5 separate regions of the Mus musculus genome follow, and regions 2, 3, 4 and 5 are each linked to region 1. A link is a contact called in public promoter capture Hi-C data. All regions are on one chromosome and are shown on one strand. Each heading gives the region's core, a stretch centred on a gene start, on an enhancer-like site or on the middle of the called end of the contact. The rest is flanking DNA. Distances are from core to core; before and after follow the strand shown.

Region 1 (2,700 bases), core at 193-2,692:
TGCCCCCTGCAGTGTGAGTCAACATCTGGCTTCCCAGGGCTTCTTTGGAAAGGGCTGCTGAAATGAACTTAGTCTCTGCCCCCATCTGCATCTGAGGAATTGCATGCCTGTCCTGCCAGGCAGACAGAAAGAAGTAGCTCCCACACGGAATTCTTGAATGTGGGTTAGCCGGCTGTGTACACCAGCAGCTCAGTTTGTTAGCAGACTTCTGTTGCTAATGTTTGCCTCCTTTCCATTCCTGGTTCCTAGGACACCCCAGGGGAAGATTCAGAGTAGTGGATGCTACTAGGCTTCAAGTTCCCTGGCAATGACAAATGACCTTTTTACCCTTGGAAGACGTGACAAGCTTGCCTTCTCCATCACACCTTGCATGAGTCTTTAGGTTGTTCTCTGTCAGCCTCAAACCCGCTCCGAGGAAACTTCTACTCCCTCCTTTGACCCTTTGGACAGGAGCCTGAACGCTTTAGTAGGCTTCCAGACAGTGCTCTTGAAAGAACCAAATAGCTTCAACCAAGGTTCCACAGGGGCAGGGCTGTCCTATCACTGGAGGAGTACCCTCCCCTGACTAGCTAGTGTCTGTAGCTTCCACTTCAGAAAAGCCCTGCTGTTCCAGATGCACACCCCGCTTCCATAGTTCCTGTAAGGTTAATAAACTACACCACCGCATTTGGTTAAGCTTCCCTGTAGAACGTCAGTCTTCTCTCCCTATGTGATTGAGGGCAGGAAGAAATCACTTCTTTCCTTTGTATCTCTGCACGGCAATTATGACCTTATTTCCTGAATCAACACTAACTAGCAACACGCAGTTTCAGAAACAAGAAAGGCTAAGTGGGAGTTTTGTGCTTTGGCCCATCTGGAATGACGGTCAGCCTGGGGGGCCTGTCCTAGGGTCACCCAGCCTGTCCTGGGAAGGTGCTCAGCAGCAGATCCAGAGGGGCCGTCCTATTTGCCCTCAAGCGTCTCGCCATGAATGAATGAGAGGGGAAATGAATGAACTGGGCTGGATGAGCGAAAGGTGTCAGCAGAGAGCATTCTCGGTCCTTCGGATTACCGAGGCTGGTCACGTCGTCGCAGGTGATAGGCCGGTGGCCCTGGTCTCTGCCGGCTGTGAGTTGCGCAGCGGCCAAGCACCATTCCCCCGCGCCGCAGTGGTACGCGCCACTCCGGGGCTGCACGAGCGGGCCACCGCCGTGCCAGGTGAATGGAAGTCCCGCAGGCCGGAAGTGGACGAGCCTACTCGCCCGGGCGCGGGGGGGCGCAAGAGCGCGCAGCATCTTCATTGAGGAACCCGGGCGGCGAACATGGAGTTCCATGTGCGTCTTATGTAAAGAGAGCGACGGGCGTCTCCACCAATTGATGAGCGTAGCTCTCAGGTTCCGCCCCGCCAGTATGCAAATGAGGTGGCACTCCGACCAATGGCGCGCGCAGGGGCGGGCTCAGCGCGCGCGGTCACGTTTTCCACTATGTGACAGCGGAGGGCGACGCGGCGGCAGCGGCGCTACTGGGACTAGCGGCTCCGGGCGGCTGCGGCGCAGGCCGAGCGCACCAAGTGACGGGCCGAGCAAGGGACAGACGCGCGGGTTGACGCGGCGAAGCGGTGAGTGGCGCGGCGCTGGGCGGTGGCGCGGTGCTGGGCGGTGGCGCGGACCTGGACGGCCGTGGTCGTCTTACGTAACCGGCGGCTCGGACAGCTGGAGCTGGGGTCCTGAGCCAGGAGTTGCCGACTGTGCAAACGGCTGCAACTCGGCAGAATGTAGATGGAACTGCGCGGTGACCCTTTTCCAGGTTCACACTGCTGTCCCCATTTCTCAGGTTAGGCACTGAGGTCGGAGAGATTAGTTAGGCATCTTGTCCGAGGACACAGAGACATTGAGTGATCACGACACCAGACTGAGCACGCCGACTCCCATGGTGCTGTCCAAGGAAGCCAGGGTCAGTGCAAACTGTTCCTAGGATGGGTCCAGAGGGTCCCCTAAGGAGCTGGCTTCCTGCTATGAGTTCAGAGAGTCAAGTCTGGCCCTGGGGGAAGGACCACTGGTAGGCACTGACTCCCAGCGGTGGGAAAGGGGTTAAACAGAGAAATACCCAGTGCCAAGCCACACCTGCCCCTCCCCGCCCCTATGTCAGGGAGACCACTTTGTCCACCCACTTTGATTTCCGTGGCATCCTCCACGCCAGTATTTCCTGTCTCCAGATGGACTGGGAGTATGTCAGGAGAGGGGGGAGAGGTCCACTCTTAAGCTGGAGCAGTCACATCGTCATCCTTTGAGACATACCTTGGCTGCCAAGCACAGACATGGACCAAGAGGTGGGCGGTGGCCTGCTTCTTCTGCAAGAACCCTGGTTGCCAGGGTTTCTGTAACGTATACACAAGGAACCAGTTTGGAAAGCTGATTCATACGGAACAAGGGAGCCAGAAGGCTCCCTGGAAATCATCCAGGGTAACCCCTAGCTTGAAGAGGCACAGCCACAGGCTGGCAAGCTGTACCACTGTAAAAACCAGGCCTGGCAGTCTCAGGATCTGTTTCTCCTCCTTGGTCCACATGCTTACCAGAGGTGCAAACCTGAAGGGAAGCATGTCCACTCTGTCTTAGTCTCTGGAGTCTAGGTCGGATTCGTCTGATAACCAGAGTCTGTCTGCCTCAAGGCTTTAATTTAAAAAAGTCGGTTTTGTGTGTGTGTGTGTGTGTGTTTTAAGAT
Region 2 (2,700 bases), core at 159-2,658, 1.4 Mb before region 1:
CACCAAGGCCCTGGTGTTACACTTATCCAGGAAAGCTCCCCACACATTTAAGAGCAAAGCCTGGGGCTTGGGAGGTCCTTGGGACATTGCATAGGCACTCCAAGCTCATAAAGATTCGGTTCCCAGAGCTCCTGAGGCAGCAGGGAAGGGAAGGGAGGGGAAGGGCTGCTCTCAGCAGCTGCAGGGCCGAGGCCGCCGCCAGGAGGGCCGCTCTTCTTACAAAGAGATGACAAGGCCCCTGGGCGGGATCCAAGACGCCGACCACCTGCAGCTGGGCTCGCAGCTCCAGGCGGCCCGGAGCGCCCGGTCAGACCACGAGTGTGCTAGGATAGGGGCGCTGGCGGGCACAAGTTCCTAGGTAGGAATCCCCTCGAGCCCTGGGGTCCCCTGAATCGCGCAGCGGGCTCACATTTCCTTAGAACCCAGGCTTGAAGTGTAGGATCTCCCCCATAAATCCCACCTAGGCGGCTCCTGCTGTGGATCCGCGTAAATTCCTAAGCAGAACCCTTGACGCCTCTGGGAGAGATCCGCATAGAGAAGTTCCTAGCCCACTGCAACCGGGATATGCGACCCAATAGACCGTCCCAGAGCTACCGCTTGCTTCGCCGCAAGGGCGGCAGGCACGCTGTCCCGGAGCTGGGATTGCTGCCCCGCCAGCACAGTGGGCCAAGCCGGGGACCAAAGACGCCCAGCAACAACCCTAACCCAAAGGGAGCGCAGATTGCTATGGGGAAGGGACTCTAGAGCGTAGTGGCTGGGAACTGGGCAGCAACAGAGCGGATCGGAGCTCGGGGGCGAGGGCCGTGGGGTATAGACCAGTTGAGGAGCAGGAGGCCACTCCAAGTCCAGGCGGCGGGTTCTGGCGCCCGGGGCTAGCTGCGGCGCGGGTAGGGGCCCAGATCAGACCTCCCGAGTGCTAGGGTCCGGTGCCCCCGGACGCAGCGCCCTTACTCACCCGAGATCTCTGCCTGAGGCACATCGCTCAGGCTAAAGCCCTTAGCCCCGTAGATCTGGCGGACTTCGCTGCAGCTCCGGCTCTTGCTGGCGGGGTCCCCGCGGGCGCAGACGACCAGCGCGGCGGCCGCGCACAGCAGCCACCAGCCTCGGGTCCGGAGTTCCATGGCGGGGCCCGAGGCTCCCTGGCCGCCGGTGCGCGCCTCCCTCGGTCCCGGCCGGCCCGCTCAGCCCAGTGTGCGCGAAGGGCAGAGCCAAGGTCCCAGCGCGCGACGCTCGTGGTCCAGAGGCGGTGGCAGTCGAGGAGGCGGAGACAACAAAAGCCGGCTGCGGCTGCGGCGCGGGGAGCTAGGCGCGAGGCGCGAGGTCCGGCCGCTCAGTCGGGCCGCCTAGAGCGCGGCGGGCGAACGCGCAGCCCCGGCTCGGCGCCTCCCCCGCCGCCCGCCCGGCCCCACGGCGGCCGCGGAGAGGGGCAGGGAGGGGCGGGGAGCGCGGGCGGGAAGAGGGGAGCGCCCGGGCGGGGCGGGGCGGGGCGAGGCGGGGCACGATCGGGGCGCACCGGGCGCCCCTTCGCTCTCCGGAGGGAGAGGAGGGAATGTTCTCTCAGCCCAGGCGATGTGCTCCGTTGCCTGGGTGAGATGGGAGGCGGCGGGGAGAGCCTGGAGTGCAAAGGCCGAGTCCGGGGTCCCCTAAGGTGTCCCCCCCAGCCCAGCACCCAGGGCGGCGGCACCACCTGTGGGGGCGGGGGCAGGGCGGGGGGGGGGGGCAGCTGAGGCAGGGCTTCCCTCGCCGGACGTGACATCACGTCCTCCGCTGGCCAATCAGGAGCTTCCCCGCCCCCAGCCGAATTCGGCATCTCTTTGCTCCTTTCCATCCTTCACCTTACCGGCTTGCTCTCTTAGCGCTTCTACTACTCAGTCCTGGTCCGGTCACTTCCCTACTCACCTGCTGCCCCCCACCCCCCAGCAACAACTCCTACATCCATACGCCCTTTCTAGCCGCCCCTGAGCGGCTCCAGTTCTCGTCTGACGTGTTTTGGAGGAGGATGAGGGGGCTGAAAACTGGCCAAAAAAAAAAAAAAAAAAACTAGCCTTCATCAGCTCAGATGACTTCAGTTGATGCAGATTGCCAGCGACTGTTACGGTCCCTCTTCGTGACTATTTAGGTGCTAGAGCAATGGGGCAGAGGCAGGTCTGTAGGCTTGGGTGCAGCGTGGTAGGTGACCTCTGGCAAAAGGAATAGAGCGAGGAGTTAATGTTGGGCAGCTCAACTCCAGGCCAGGTGTGGCAGACCACCAACTGTCACGCAGCTGCAGGGATGATTGTGGGGAGAAGGGACCCTACCTGGGACCTACCTGGGAGCTGGTGATGGTGCTGGGTCTGGAGTTTCTTGCTTAGCTGCTGCCGGGCAGCACTATCCCTCCTGCTGTTCCCTTTATCCTATGAAGAGGCCATCATAGCTGAGGTTAGACTGAATCTAGATACCTAATCTGGGAATGGGAAGAAAGCGAGATGTGGTTTATGGTTGAGAGTCATAGATTACCACTATGTGTCAATAGAGTGCAGCGCTCTTGGATTCAGCTGAATCAGGGCTTTGCAGGTTTGTGGCAAAACCCCCAATCACCCATGCCTCAGGATGTCCTCCCGTCAGGGGTTCTGTCCACCTTAGGGGGTGGGTTTCCTGTCCTAACTCCTAGGAAAGTGATCCAATTAATCTCTGCAGTCATTGCTTGAGAGTAACAATGGA
Region 3 (2,700 bases), core at 66-2,565, 1.2 Mb before region 1:
TGCTGCTGACCTGTGTCTCTGGTATCCTGTCCCCTGACTGGAGTCCAAGGCAGATCCTTCGGCTTGTGTCAGCATGTCCGACGTGGTGAAGCCCTTGTGGGAAAAGCTCAGATGACATCCTTCACAGCCCAGGGTCAACACCAGCCCTTCCTGGGTTCCTGGGAATCTTTTCCCATGATGCAGAGAAATGCAGATGACAAAGAATCCTGTGAGAAAAAACAAACAAACAAACAAACAAAAAACCATGGGCCATGTGAGACCCATCCTTCTGTTGGGGGTCGCAAATGACCACAAGCTAAATATTCCTTGCTGGGAAGGGTATGTACTCCACCTCTCAGGGAGGCAGCTGTGGTGAACCAGGCAACTTCCCAGTGAGATGCCTGGCTCAGTGGTTCAGTTAACCCTTTATGTCACCGAGAAGCCACCAGTGGAGCTTCCTGCAGTCAGGGCAGGGCCTATAGCAATCCCTGGATCCTTGGCCTCAGCAAGATCTTTCAGTTCTGCCTGGGCTGGTTTCTGGATCCATTAGCCCCCAGGAACCCAGATGCTCTCTGTGCGTATTGGGGGTGCAGTATTGATTCCAGATGGTGGCCTCAGGTAGCGCCACACCTATCTTGCTCCTGCCTTCTGATCCCAGGCTCAGCCTCCAAAGCAGCCCGCCTCTTCCCATACTCTATGGGATGACAGCAATAGACACCTGCTTGTCTGTGCACATTGTAAGTGTGTACACACCTGTGTGTGCATATGGTGTTGGGAAGATGAGTGTTTCACCTAAAGTGAATATTTGGGGGTGGGTGGGTTGGGGGACAGATCCCTGGAGATGTTTGAGACATGAAACTTCCGCTAGAAAAGCTGGTCGCTTGAAATTCAAATGTAACCATGCGTCCTGTATTTCTTTCAGCCACACTGGAGTCCCTAGGACCCCCCAACCCCATCTCATCCCAATCCAGGTCAATTCTTCGTGGTTTCTGAAGGGGTACTCGCCGGGGTTGACCTGGGACCTTTTCAGAGAGTCTATGGTCAGTTCAGGAAAAGAACGAGGTATTTTAAAAGAAGGTGATCACATGCTTTCACATTTCAGCTTCAGATCCGTATGCGGTCAGTCTTATGACATGGAAGGAGACTTTGATTATTCCAGAACACAAACCCTGTCCTGTGGGCCAGCTGCACAGGAGCCTGTGAGCATGGCGCCCCCTGGAGGCCATCTCAGAAACATTCCACTCCAAGCTCTGAGCCTGTTCTCCAAGCAGCCTGGGACCGGCTGTCTCACCCCAGGCCCTTCTAGATTTCCTGTTAAAGCTGCCACACCCGCATCAGCTGTGGTGGCGTGGAGGGACTTCCACCTTGACAGGCTTTGCCAAGTCAGCTCAACACGCTCCCAGAATTCTCCCTTTTCATGTCCAAGGTAACATGTTTAGTTAAGCTCTTTAAAAGTCCGATAGGGATGTGTGTGTTTGAGGACAAACATGGGTGACATTAGAAGTCTGCGCCCCCCTCCTTTGTAGGAGCAGGGATGGCACTTCCCAAAGGAAATGTGTCTACCAGGGCATGTTTAGAGGGACAAGGGGCAGCATGACTTCTAGAACCTCTGAATCCCAGCTCTGTGTGGTCACATGACGCCACTCTCCTTGGGTTTGAATCCAGCCAGAAGACTCCAGCCCTGTCAGTGAGGTACTGCTCAGTCCCTGGGACACCCGGGTACTCTGCAGGCACAAGCGGGAGGGCAATGCTGCCATCTGGGACGGAGGACTTAGGGCAGATGTCAGTCTGGGAGATGTGAGGAGAAGGCAGACTGTGAGCCATCACCCCCTACACCCCAGTACTTATGCTGGCCACGGTCCAGGAAACAGGAAGTGACTCTAGGATCAGTTATAAGCCACTTCCGAGGCTTTGCGGGGCTCGGGGATGTATGAACAGTGCAAAACACAGGCGGACCATTCCGTGGCAGAGAAGAATGCAGGAAAACACACTGGCACGATGAACTGTGGCCTTGAGACTTTAAATTATGAGCACCTGCCTGTGTCCATGTTGGGACAGCTCAATGGATGATGGTAAGCTACTCTGGGCTCTGCCTTCTAGGAGAATGAATTTGGGTTGCGCTAGCATTTCAGAGTACAGGCAGGGGCATCTGCGAGGCTCAAGGAGTAATTATTAGTCAGATGTGGTGTCCATGGATGGACAGCAGGGGGCGCCAGATACCTCTGACTCATTCCCAATCCTGGCGTTCGTTACCACAGGGTCCTTTTCAAGCTGACTGCCACGGGAGATAACAAGGGGCCTCTGTCCAGCAGAGTGGCCTTATACATCTAAGCATCTCTTGAATCCAAGCAGACAGACTGTTAAGACCTTGGAGGTTCCCTCCGAGTTTCTGTGTGGGGCGGGATATTATGCACTGGATATCATGCAGGCTTCTGAGCAGTCACTGGGCAGGTTTCAAGTTTGCCCATCCTATATGGTATTGTTCCTGGGCCCGACCTTTGGGAGCTTTTGAGAATTCGAACTCTTCCCTGCCCTCAAGCATTGAATTTTAGAAGGAATCCTAGCAATTATTAAAGGATGGAATCCAGTGTTTTGGGATTCCCATCAAATGTAGGAATGCAAGGGCCCTGGGGAAGGCATTTACCATTAAAAAAAATGACATTTACTTATTGTGTATGTGTTTGCAGTGTGTTCCAGGTGTGTATGTGTAGGTCAGAGAAC
Region 4 (2,701 bases), core at 38-2,537, 1.8 Mb before region 1:
ACTTTAAGAACACCCGGGAATCTGCCCAGGCCATCAAGGGTATGCATATCTGCAAAGCCACCAAGTATCTGAAGGACATCACTTTAAAGAAGCAATGTGTGCCATTCCGGTGTTATAATGGTGGAGTCAGTAGGTGCGCCCAGGCCAAACAATGCGGCTGGTCGGTGGTCAAAAAAGAGTGCTGAATTTTTGCTGCACATGCTTAAAAATGCAGAGAGTAACGCTGAACTTAAGGGCTTAGATTTAGATTCTCTTGTCATTGAACACATCCAGGTGAACAAGGCACCTAAGATGCGCCGACGAACCTACAGAGCTCATGGCCGGATTAACCCATACATGAGCTCCCCCTGCCACATTGAGATGATCCTCACTGAGAGGGAACAGATCATTCTAAAGCCAGAAGAGGAGGTTGCACAGAAGAAAAGGATATCCCAGAAGAAACAAGAAACAAAAACTCATGGCACGTGAATAAATTCAGCATAAAATAAATGCAGATAAAGTTAAAAAACAAACAAACAAACAAACAAACAAACCTACTTACCTCAAAGATGAGCCCAGGAACACAAATTTGGTTTTTCCAAAAGATTCTCCACCATGGATGAAGTTAGGTGAGATATTACTAGCTAGAGAATAAAGCCATAAATCAAGGCATTTACCAGACACATTGGTGGGGACCACAGATAGGAAGGATAAGGCAAAACTAGGAAAACACTTAACTCAGTTTTAGATATTATTTAGTGATGCTATTGGCTTTTGGATTGGTGAAAACCATTGTTGGTCTAGGAATATATTTTAAAGGTATTCATTGTCACAAAGCTGTTAAGTTAGACAGGTGGACGATGAATGGATTTCAAAAAGGCTAAGAATAATCCATGATAATTTGGTTTTGGTCTGCAGGATCCTAATTCCACAATCACAGCGTTATCTTATTTGGCCTTGTACTATCTTTAACACAGGTGATTGTTTTTTGTCATATTCTCCCCTCCTCCCCCGGCCCCAGTAAAAGTAGTTTCACAACAGAAAACGACGGTGTGCGCTTCGGGGTAGTTTGGTTTCACCTGTACTCTGAAGAGCAGTTTTAAAACCCAGGTAGTGTTGCTTGTTCCTGGCAGAGACCATGCAACCGAGTATGCCCAACTAAAGGGAGCTGCACCTGCAAGCTGCAGGTGCTGGGCACGAGCATCTGGGATCAAGGGCTTGGCTGCGGAACGAAAGAACGCCACACCCCGGGAGTTCGGCGGACACAGATCGGAGGCCGGACGTTGTGAGCCAGGAAGGACCGCCTCTTCCGGTCTCACAGTTGTTCTTCGCTTGGTCTCCATGGCTTCGCTGGGAAGGCAGGTGAGGTTGCCCTAGGTCCCGGGCTCACAGCGGCTGTTGGCGGGACGTTCAGGAGGCGCTGACGCTGGTTCTTGGTGTTCCGGTCTGGGCACCTTGTGGCAGTAGCGCTCCCGGGTGGCGTGTGCACAGACAGTGTGGCCCTCAGAATAGCTTCTGGCTTCTCCGGAGTTTCGGCTGTGTGCTGCCTAATGGCTAGGGAGGCCTGGACCACCACCAGCGGCAAGAGCGGGGTGTTTGAGACCATTCTGGCGGGCACCGGATGCTCTGTGCTTAATTTGTTATGTGCTAGTCCCAACACCTGGGGCTACTGTGTACAAATCGACAGATTCCTTCCCCCAAATATTCTTCTTTTAATGGAAGGGATCCTTGAAAAACAAAACAAAACTATCCTTTGTTGGAATGAAATTAGGTAGTGTACCTGTCTGGTGGCTAGTCTGAGGTTCAGAATTTTCAACCAAATACTATTGCTCGTGCCCTGTATCTTCAGTATGTAGATATTGCTTATGCTTCAATATCTTCAGTAAGTGCGGTCGTTTGCATGCTACTTTTATTCTTTGGAGACTTTTTAGACCCAGAGAAGATTTTACAGATTGTTTACAAAAACTGTTAGCTTTTGTGGGCCAAGGGTCAAGCTGAGGTTCAAGGTTACTGGCTCAGTAATCTTGTGGTGGTCATTATTCTGAGGTGGGACTGATTCTGTTTTTGCTCTGCCTTACAGGTTCCTGAGTGGCATCGTCTACTGGCCCTCTCCTGGGCCTGTTTGGTTAGGCAGACCCCTCATCTCAGAGAACAGAAACAGATGAGCCCTTCTTTGTCTTGCAAACTGACTACAGTGCCCGGTAGAGGAAGCTTTCAAGAGTTTTCCAGCATTACACCCCAAAAGTACATGCAGGAACCAGAAAACAGGACACGACTTGTTCAGTGTCTTCATGAGGAACAGAAGCCTTGTGTGGATCCTGAGTCCTTGGAGCCTGAAAAGGTCATCCGTTCCCTCCAGGACATGGGTTTTGCTGAAGCCCACATTCACAGCTTGTTTAGTATACAGCCAAGTGTCCATCCTCAACAGTTGCTGGGTATAGTTTCAGAACTCCTACTCTTGGGGTTGAACCCAGAGCCTGTATTTAATGCCTTGAAGAAAAATCCCCAGTTGCTGAAACTGTCTAGCATGCAGATGAAGAGGCGTTCCAGTTACCTTCGGAAGCTTGGCCTTGGAGAAGGTATAAGATGCAGCAGACTTTATAGAGGGAGAGGAGTCAGTTAGGGAGAAAATAGCTTACCCTAGCAGGGATGTCCAGCCTTTTGATAGTAAGGCATGGAATTGTCACCTACAAATGAGCTAGGCTGCATTCATCAATACCCT
Region 5 (2,700 bases), core at 142-2,641, 1.5 Mb before region 1:
AGTGTGCCTGCCACCAACCTAGACACTCTAGTGTCTTCAGGATGAAGTGAGGTTGGGAGATGAAGACTCGGTGTGAAAGTTGAGTAGGCTTCCTGCTCAGTATCCTCGCTGGTCCTGGAGGGTGAGGGACAAGCCCAGATCAATTAGGATTCAATCATAGGTTCAAACACAGGTGTCCTGACATGACACCTTTCCAGACCCTGGGCAGCCACAAAGCACAGCCACTGGTCCCTGGCCCAGAAGCCTTCACCATAGGCACCAAAGCTAGGCATGCCTTTCTGGCAGGTAAACTCCTGGCCAGCTGCAAAGGAGCAAGTATCCCAGGAGCTGAAAGTAAGCCTAGCCTGAGCTGTGGTCTGGGTGGAAGAACTGCACACATTCTTGACAGAGCCTCACCCTTGTGTCCCCTGAGACAAAGGGCCAACAGGCCCAGACTCAAGGCAGCATTATATGGGTGCTGTTTGAGGACAAAAGGGTAGCTGGGGGTTCAGCACCAAGTGGATGACTAAAAGTTCTGCAGGTGAAGTTTGAGCTCCCTTCCAGGGGGACGTGCAGAAAATGCTCCCGGCCAGCAAGGTCAGCCTGCCTGCCCTACCAAAGCAGAAAAGGCCCTCTGAGAAAGCAGCTCCACCCGGGGCTTTGTGGTGGGCCCAGAGGCTGGCTGCAGCGTGTTTCCAAGAATAAGGTGATTCTTCCAGGCTAAAAGGGGTTAAATTTGGCAAGTACCAAAAGAAGCCAGGGAGGCATACCTAGGGAGCTCTGCAGGTTAGTAAGGCATGCTTATGGGTGGGAGGAGTGAGGGGGAAGAAAGAAAGAAGAGCAGATAGGGGAAGGGAGGGAGGGAAGAGGGGGTCGGGAGAGTGCAGTAGCAGAGCATGGGGCTACTGGCTGACCTGATGCTTGCCAAGGTTCCAGCAGCCCAGCCCACCCTGTTTCACCTCCTATCCCATGCTGCCCTTCCATGACCATGTGCTCTCAAGACCAGGACTCCATACTCACCCTAGAGGCTCTGGACCTTCCAAATCGACTGAGCTCAGGAGGAAGGAGAGGTGAGAAAGGTCAGAGAAGGGCAGCCAAGACTGGGCAGCACACAGCCTAGGGAAGCTTTTACCCACTACCCTGGAACAGGAAATAGTGCTGGGAAGGGGCTGGGCTAGTAGAGGGGCCAAAGTCTCCTAGGAAGGAGACATTCTCACACAAACACACCCAACCTGCCCTTCTGGATCTGCCGGGTCCACCTTCAGCCCTTCCCTGCCACCAAAGATAGTTTGCTCAGCAGGCACGTTGCCGCTCTGGACGTGGAAGAGGAGTTCTGTTGAGGAGCCTCAGCTCTTCCCAGGAACCTGGAGTTCCCATCTGGGTTGCTTCATATATTAAATGGCTTATAAACAACAGACACTCACCTGATACTTCTGGGGGCTACAAGTCCAAAACCAAGGTCTTGGAGCTCCAGAGGTTGGTTCATGCCTGGTCATCTTGCTGCAGCCTCATGGTGGAAGAGGTAAGGGGACCCTCTAAGGTCCCTTCTATAAAGATTCTGTATAAGTTACTTTTCTCATTGCTATGACAAAATACCTGATTTAAAACAACTAGATGGGTTTATTTTGGTTCACGAAAAGTAACGCAGTCCATTGTGGTGGGAAGTAGGCAGCAGGAACACAAGGCAGCTGGCCATAGGGCACCCGCAGTCAGGAAGCAGAGGCAACTTCTGGTATTCTGCTTTGTGTCTTTTTATTCATCTGGGACCCCAGCCCAGATGGTGCTCCCCACACTCAGCATGGTTTTGCTTAGTTCGGTTATCCTTCTCAAAACAGACACTCTTGGTGTTCCTGGGTGGCTCAAGTTCCTGTCAGGTTGACAACCAAGATCCTGCCAAGCCCTAATGCCTGCTCCCACCCTAGTTAAGCTAGTCCTGCAGGCAAGGTGACAGTGGGAACTGCCACTACAGGCCAGGTGACAGTAGGAACTGCCACTACAGGGCTTGGCATACCAAGGGCAGTGAGCTCTTAACCCTAACATCACAAGCACTAAAACCCCTCATAGAGTCCCCACCTGTGTCCTAAACACCTTCCCAAGGTGCCTAGTAAGGGAAGGCAGACTTTCAGATCTTGGTGGTACCCAGAGCTTTGGAGTGCCACTCCTTGGAAGCCCTTGACATTCTCGGTGTCCACAGTGGTCTATGCTCACTCTTCAAAACCAGGGCTGCCCTGAGAAGCAACAGCCTGGTGCCTATTCTTCATCCCTGCCTCAGCTAGGCACCTGGAACTCCTCAGACCGTGGAAGGCAGGGTCTAGTTGAAATGTCCCCATGATCTTAAAGAGTGACCCACAGCTTAACTGCGCCTCCTGGAGGTCATTGGGGGTGATGCACATCAAAGAGCAATAGTTCAGTACTATGGCAGCCCTCAAAAGGCCTCTTCCGAGAGCCAAGACAAGCATGTGGTGACACTTGTGAAGATGCACGGTGTTGTGGAATTCCGGGCAAGGGTGTGGGGCTCCTGCTGCCTCCAAGCCCTCAGCAGATCTCTAACACCTCTGTCAGCTGGGAAAAGCCCACTTCATAGAGGCTTAGATATGTTCCTTGGGCAGCCTGAGGGGGACAGGCATTTTAAGGATCTTTCCTGTAAGCTGTAAGGTAGAGTAGCCTTCCTCAGAGACTTCCTAAGATGTTACTGGAGCTACTACCAAAACAGACACTGTT

Evidence for each region. Promoter capture Hi-C pulls out the DNA fragments that hold promoters and counts their contacts.
Region 2: a contact with region 1 is called in a promoter capture Hi-C map of embryonic stem cells, with 5 times the contacts expected there. The contact joins the promoter of Gpc1 here to the promoter of Per2 in region 1. A contact is called at or near these places in 4 of 39 promoter capture datasets (the 3T3-L1 cell line, embryonic stem cells, hippocampal neurons and 1 more) and 2 of 115 datasets of contacts at active chromatin or transcription factors (embryonic forebrain and embryonic stem cells).
Region 3: a promoter capture Hi-C map of pre-B cells shows a contact between it and region 1, with 6 times the contacts expected there. The contact joins the promoter of Otos here to the promoter of Per2 in region 1. A contact is called at or near these places in 14 of 39 promoter capture datasets (the 3T3-L1 cell line, the C10 cell line, the HPC-7 cell line and 8 more), 2 of 484 Hi-C or Micro-C datasets (CD4 T cells and CD8 T cells), 6 of 115 datasets of contacts at active chromatin or transcription factors (embryonic forebrain, embryonic hindbrain, extraembryonic endoderm stem cells and 3 more) and 3 of 9 other capture datasets (adipose tissue, embryonic stem cells and liver).
Region 4: a contact with region 1 is called in a promoter capture Hi-C map of liver, with 6 times the contacts expected there. The contact joins the promoter of Mterf4 here to the promoter of Per2 in region 1. A contact is called at or near these places in 4 of 39 promoter capture datasets (liver, neutrophils and pre-B cells).
Region 5: a promoter capture Hi-C map of pre-B cells shows a contact between it and region 1, with 6 times the contacts expected there. The contact joins the promoter of 9430060I03Rik here to the promoter of Per2 in region 1.

Annotation. Positions count from the first base shown.
Region 1 is chr1:91,458,070-91,460,769 of GRCm38.p6, reverse strand. Per2 (period circadian clock 2) reads left to right here and starts at 1,442. Exons shown (of 23, transcript NM_011066.3): 1 at 1,442-1,597.
Region 2 is chr1:92,830,353-92,833,052 of GRCm38.p6, reverse strand. It overlaps Gpc1 (glypican 1), which reads right to left and starts at 1,408. Exons shown (of 9, transcript NM_016696.5): 1 at 956-1,408. The coding sequence starts at 1,121. It overlaps Gm29481 (a long non-coding RNA gene), which reads left to right. Exons shown (of 3, transcript XR_003947946.1): 1 at 1-358.
Region 3 is chr1:92,647,456-92,650,155 of GRCm38.p6, reverse strand. It overlaps Otos (otospiralin), which reads left to right and starts at 1,315. Exons shown (of 5, transcript NM_153114.2): 1 at 1,315-1,405.
Region 4 is chr1:93,304,465-93,307,165 of GRCm38.p6, reverse strand. It overlaps Mterf4 (mitochondrial transcription termination factor 4), which reads left to right and starts at 1,287. Exons shown (of 4, transcript NM_178051.4): 1 at 1,287-1,341; 2 at 2,060-2,558. The coding sequence starts at 1,321. Gm28535 (predicted gene 28535) reads right to left here and starts at 1,202. Exons shown (of 3, transcript NR_151531.1): 1 at 1,059-1,202; 2 at 542-623. It also overlaps the pseudogene Gm7867.
Region 5 is chr1:92,949,281-92,951,980 of GRCm38.p6, reverse strand. 9430060I03Rik (RIKEN cDNA 9430060I03 gene) reads left to right here and starts at 1,391. Exons shown (of 2, transcript NR_015525.1): 1 at 1,391-1,501. It also overlaps a transcript of Gpr35 not described here.